2 separate regions of the Bos taurus genome follow, and region 1 is linked to region 2. The links are chromatin contacts, called in public Hi-C maps. All regions are on one chromosome and are shown on one strand. The core of a region is the stretch at or near the end of the contact, and the rest is flanking DNA. Distances in the headings are between cores, read along the strand shown. Region 1 overlaps PLEKHA1 (pleckstrin homology domain containing A1). Region 2 overlaps BTBD16 (BTB domain containing 16).

What was found. Hi-C and Micro-C count contacts between places; a contact is called where the count stands out from the background.
Region 1: a contact with region 2 is called in a Hi-C map of liver, with 4 times the contacts expected there. The contact joins two enhancer-like sites. A contact is called at or near these places in 3 of 11 Hi-C or Micro-C datasets (blastocyst, liver and skin fibroblasts).

What each region holds. Positions count from the first base shown.
Region 1 is chr26:42,257,466-42,260,623 of ARS-UCD2.0, forward strand. PLEKHA1 (pleckstrin homology domain containing A1) reads left to right here. Exons shown (of 13, transcript NM_001075593.1): 12 at 83-123; 13 at 1,427-1,940. The coding sequence ends at 1,637. Among named protein-coding and RNA genes, the nearest start is that of HTRA1, 27 kb to the right of the region's middle. Within about 2 kb of position 1,761, at least 21 of the 102 cell types and tissues checked have an H3K27ac peak or open chromatin away from gene starts, as enhancers often do. A contact at or near this core is called in liver, where this site is marked.
Region 2 is chr26:42,123,319-42,126,395 of ARS-UCD2.0, forward strand. BTBD16 (BTB domain containing 16) reads left to right here. Exons shown (of 16, transcript NM_001038131.1): 3 at 516-664. Among named protein-coding and RNA genes, the nearest start is that of BTBD16, 4.1 kb to the left of the region's middle. Within about 2 kb of position 1,698, at least 2 of the 102 cell types and tissues checked have an H3K27ac peak or open chromatin away from gene starts, as enhancers often do. A contact at or near this core is called in liver, where this site is marked.

The sequences.
Region 1 (3,158 bases), core at 511-3,010, 130 kb after region 2:
TGTCTCTGTCAGCAGAACTGTCTCTTTTCCTCCCCTTCCCAGGATAGGTTAACTCTAATCTTAGCTTTGCACTGTGTTCCAGATGCGGCAGGCCAGAAGGCTGTCGAACCCTTGTATACAGAGGTATACGTCAAGAACTGGGGAATGCAGCACGTATGTGGGCTCTCACGCACACATGCCTTCTTACTAGAGGGCCCGGACTTACTCACTACTCACAACTGATTCTAGAAAGTTGAGTTAACCAAACTGCCTTCTGCAGTTATCGTAACTGACTTTGTCAACACTAACGCAAACTATTTCACTATAGTTATCAGGTTGAATATGTCTATTAAAAAAATAATGGAAAAAAAATAGAACTTTACTAATTTAAAAAGTCCTGTCTATTTTCTAAAGCTTAATTTCCTGAGTTGCCACAAGAATTTTGATTTCTGTATTTCATGTATTTGGGAACTTTTTTATACTACACCACTTGACATGCACCTTTGTGGTAATATGTACAAACTCACAGGTGCACATGCATTGGATAAACTCTATATTACTATAGTTTGCATGGCTTATTAGCTCTTAGGTGAAATTTAGCCATGTAATGGGAATCTGTAGTGTTTTGGTGGTTTGTTTATAGCCCTTTTTTTTTCAAAGCCACCAATGTCACAAATGAACACAATGAAGTAGGAACTATATGGCAGTGCATTTGGAATGGTCATATTTAAGGTTAACTTCAGATTTGATTTAGTCAGAAGCGTGTTGAATACTCACAACTCAAATTATCTTATAACAGTTTTAATAAATGCTTAAGTATGTACCCTTTGCTCTCTTTAAAATGTCAAGCCATGTGAATGTGTGCCATATGCAAAAATAAATAAATGCAGTTAAATAAGAAGCAAAAGGACTATGATATCAGGGAAGCAAAAACTAAGTTTATGAGGCTACCAGATAAAATAATGGGTTTGAAAAATGTTTAATTCTGCTTATTAAAGAAATAATTGCCTTTTATTTTTATATTCTACATTTTCATTGTTTAATCTTTCTAAAACATATGGGATAATTCCTACTGTTTATTGAGAATAAACTCTTAAGTAAAAATGGTAAAGCTGATAGGCCCCCTGTTAAACACAGTTCAGTTGCAGTTGGTACACTGCATTCCAGTCTAGGCTGACTGAGCCTTTGAAGTGTCAAAGCTGCCAGATTGGACTTTGGTGACAGAACTGGTTTCTCAGTGGAAATGGTTGTTGGCTGTCATCGCTCTAAACTCACCCCTAAAAATGCACTGCTTTGGGAAAGAACTTGCACACGTATGCTGCACGGCTCATGCTTCTGCTCTGTGTGTGTCTTGTTCTGTTTGTTTTTCAGAGAATAAAGTCTCACACTGAGTTACTAACCCTGTCGTTATTGATTGCCTGTGTCTGACCACCACTCCTCTTTGCAGGAGCATTCCAACAGTCCTTCCGAGCCCAAACACGCTCTCCTCTCTGCCAGTGCCGCAGCAGCCACCCCACATTCCACAGCCTCTCGCAGCAACTCTTTGGTCTCAAGCTTTCCCATGGAGAAGCGAGGATTTTATGAATCTCTTGCCAAGGTCAAGCCAGGGAACTTCAAGGTCCAGACTGTCTCTCCAAGAGAACCAGCTTCCAAAGTGACCGAACAAGCTCTGCTAAAACCTCGAAGTAAAAATGGCCCTCAGGAACAAGATTGTGACCCCGTGGACTTGGATGACGCAAGCCTTCCGGTCAGTGACGTGTGAGGTGGAAGCTCGTGGAGCCTGACCCGCCTCATCAGCCCTCAGTGTCCTTTTCACAAGGCTTCTCGCCAAAGATGATAAAGGGGAAGTGGGTTTTAATGCGTAGAATATCCTGCCTCGTCGCTGTCTTCTTTATAAGCTGGTAAGCCAGGAAGCTAGCAAGTGGCCAAACTAAATGTAATTTCTTTAAAAGAAAGAAAAAGAAAGAAAAATGCCCTGTTAGTATCAACTGTCTGAAGCTTTGTTCTCATTGGGATGATAACAGTGTGTGTGTGTGTGTGAGAGAGACACTTTTTCCTAGTGAATTTGACAGTTTAGCCGCTTCACAATTTAAAACATGAAAAATGCTTATAATTACTTTGGTTGTTTTAAAAATGCTACTGTGACTTCCTATTAGATGTTCAGTCTCTACACATTCTTACTGGTTAATATTATTGACTGAAATATTGCCAGACAAAGATGTCTAAACTCGTGATGTCTGTGGTGCTGTAAAATTTATACTACAGTGTGGACAGTTTTGAAACGATAACCATTTTTGTTGCTCTGGATCTCAAGGTGAGCAGTGCATTTTGCATAGAGAGGGTATTATTGAACTGTTAGTGAGGGTTGTGGGTTGTACTGTTGGAGAAAAGGGGAGAGTTAGAATTCAGATAGGTAGATCTTGGACATTTGTTTGTAAAATCTTAGTCAAGATGTGCAGCACAGTCATTGCTTTTTATTCAGTGAAAATTATTTGGTATGAAATTTCTTGGAGGCCTGATTTTCTTGTCAAAATGTTGTAAATAGTTCTTCTATATTTGAATCAGTGGAAGACCTCGTTTATATGTAAAGATACTGCCCTCAGTCATGTGGTTGTAGCCTCTGCTTTTTGTCACTAGTAACCTGTATTCAAGTGTTCATCTTGTTTAGGAATGTTTTGAGATTAATGTGCGTAAAAGTCCTATGTGATTGGTTTTAAACAATTGGGATAAAATTAATTTTTAGTAGCATAAGTTAATGTGCTAAATAGCATACCATTTTGTGTTAGAGATACCAGAATGTTGTTATTCTACTGTCTGTGCAATACATGTTTTAAGCACAAATTTGAGTATACATTTAATCATGGGGATGTCAAAAACATAAGCTCCTCTCTAAAAAACATCGTTAGTTTCAGGTGTTGAATAACAGACCAGTTTGACCAAGTACTGTTTCTACGGTTCAGTCTTAAACATTCGCTTTAAGAAAATAGTCTTGAATTTCATATGCTGCTATTTTTTATGATATTTTGCCATATTACAGTACTGTTTTGTTTTGAATTCATACATGTCGCTGTTTCTCCTTTTCATTTTCTCAGAAGACTTTTTGTTTGAGAGCGAGAAAGTGGGAGTGGATTTCTTAAATCAGAGTGTGGTCCAGAGGTTACTATCTGTTACACTAGAAT
Region 2 (3,077 bases), core at 448-2,947:
TGGTGATGCCATCCAACCATCTCATCCTCTGTTGTCCCCTTCTTCTTCCTTTGAGAATGTCTGTGGGTGGTGATGAAAGTCCAGAGAAATGGCCTTCAATCTTTCCCAGCGTCAGGGTCTTTTCCACTGAGTCAGTTCTTTGCATCAGGTGGCCAAAGTATTGGAGCTTCAGCATTAAAAAAACAAAACAAAAATAGACGTTTTGTGTATTTTAGTGCAATTAAAAAAACAAAAAGTCTCTTCCCCAGATCTCCTAAGTTTGGTATCTTTCTCCCTGGCACCTCCTGCCCCAGATGCTAAATTCCAGATTACTTTGTGGCTTAAAGTCTTGTTTCCTAAATGCAGTAGATTTGCCTTGAGAATGTGACTCTGGAGAAATATTGGCCAGCTTTGAAAATTAACCAGCTCTTTAAATTTTGTCTTAAATTTCCTTTCTGTTGTAGAGTTTGGAAAATCTGGTATTTATGAGAGGTTAAAAGAAAAAGACATTCTTTCTTTCTTTGCTTCCCAAGCAGCAGAAACCCCGGCTGGAACGCCGAATCGCTGGCTCAACCAACCGGTGGCGTTTCCCCAGACAGCCTTTCTCGGGAGACCTGCTGGGGCTCTCCCAGATGTGCAAGGCTGCCAACATAGACTTTGATGAAGTTCTGAAGAACCCAGACAGGTAGGAAGCTCAAAGGCCCACGGCAGGGTGAACTGCCCTTCTGGGAAGTGCCCAGTACTTGGGCCACACTGGTTGGGCAGGTGGGCTGTCCTGGGTATTTGCAAAAAGGCTGCCTTTGGGACCAGCCCTTAAGGATGGACAGGGTCAGGGTGAAAACTTCCTTTGAGAACGTCTGTGGGTGGTGATAAAAGTCCAGAGAAACGGAGAATTTTTTCCCCCAGATTTTCCTTTGTACTGGGAACTTTGGACCCTAAGAGGATTCTGAGTTTATCAATTGGATTCTTGACAAACACAGCGAGATGGCCCCGCTCAGAGTTTGAACTCGCATCCCCAGGAACATGCATGTCCAGCAGGGGGAGAAGCCGGCTCCCTGGTCCCTCCCAGAGTGTTCTAAGCAGATGGCTTGGAGCATCACTTCTCTAGGTTACAAGTTCTTTCCTGCCTTTCCTGGGGAAGCAGAGCTGGAGCTCTTTGCCAAAGAAACACTTCATTTCCTTGGCCCTTTGGACCTGCCTGGCTGCTGCTACTTCCTTGGACCGGTGGCATCTGCCTTGTGAGCACTCAGTCTGATCTACCTGAGTGTGGGCTGTGCCTGGGCAGCACCTGGCCCAGAAGAGCTCCTGGTTCCACGTTTACTGAGCAAGTAGCCACGTCTTCTCTTTCTAGACCCACCAGCCAGCCTCTCTCTGTTGCCCCCCACCCCACAGATGATGGTACTGCACACGTGAATAAACCGAAACCCATCTGGATTTGGTCTCCAAATTCTCGGATGAACCCAGCTTAAAAAAAAAAAAAGTTGAATGCTATGAGTTGCTATTTTTGGCACTGGCTACTCATGGCCTTAAACAAATTTGAATTTATTTTATATTCTGTTTGGTTAGAGCCCTGAAGAAATCTTAGGATTTTTGCCAAAGTTTGTTGTGTTCCTTAGCGCCAGGGCCAGGAGCTGGAGCTGGGCCTGGGAATATAGGCAAACTGATCCAGAAACCTGAGGATGGTGACTGGGCCACAGGGGCAGAGGTCTCTGGGACTCGGTTTGCGAAATCGCTGAGCTAAGCTGGGAGTGGTGGCCATTGGCACTTAGCTAAGCTGGGGGTGGTGGCCTGGGGGTGATGGCCATTGGTGCTGGGCTTTAGGACTATTGTGCTATGCTAAGTTGCTTCAGTTGTGTCCAACTCTCGGCAACCCTATGGACTGTAGCCCACCAGGCTCCCCTGTCTATGGGATTCTCCAGACAAGAATACTAGAGTGGGTTGCCATGCCCTCCTCCAGGGGATCTTCCTGACCCAGGGATTGAATACACATCTCTTATGTCTCCTGCACTGGCAGGCGGGCTCTTGGCGGGTTCTTTACCACTAGCATCACCACAGCAGTCTTATTTGACAGGGTTGAAATTCCTTGTCCTACATTCACTCTTTCTGTGACCTTTAGCCAGTGGCTTAACCTCCTTGAGCTTCAGTTTCCTCATCTGTGAAATGGTGATAATATCATCTCCCTTGAAGAGTTGTAGATTTAAGGCTTCCCTGGTGGCTCAGATGGTAAAGAATACACCTGCAATGCAGGAGACATAAGTTCGATCCCTGGGTTGGGAAGATCCCCTGGAGAAGGGAATGGCAACCCACTCCAGTATTCTTGCCTGGAGAATTCCATGGACAGAGGACCCTGGAGGGCTACAATCCATGGGGTCACGAAGAGTCAGACACAACTGAACAACCAACACACACACACACACACACACACACACACTTGAAGAGCAAGCTGGAGGATTAAATCAGATGGTATACTGAAAATGATCAGTGTTGTTCCTGGCAAATAGTTAGATGCTCAATGAATAGAGATGTATCTTTATAGCCTGAGCAGCAGTTTTAAGTACTAATCCTGGCCTTCGATTTGGGGGAATGTCAGCCCTGTGCTCTGTCAGCCAATGACTGGTGTCCCACCTAGGCAATCACCTAGGCCTAGAGCACCTAGGCGCTCAGTCCACATAGGCTCAGCTCAACTGTGAATTTCATCTGCTCCATTAGCCCCTTGTCGTGTTCCTGAGACAGTCGACTAGCCTGGGCATGTCCTTGTCGTGGTGACAGCAGAGGGTAAGAGGGCAAGCCCAGTTGCACCTGTGCTGTTCAAACCTTCAGCCACCTCATGTCCGCTAACATCCCATCAGCCAAGGCAAGTCACATGATCAAAATCAAAGTCAAGGGGCAGGAAAGACACTTTGGAGTTCCTGCAGGAAAAGGCTGTGTATTTGGGGCCATGGATGCGGTCCACTACAGTGTGGGAGGAACTGCTTTTCTTTAACAAACACAAAATTTCATCTTCTTTATTTCCTCAGTGGGGATTTATTCCTTGTGGTCGTGGGAAACATAAACTTGGAGAGCCTAACAAAGGTTTTGTTTAATTTAGGTAATAAAAT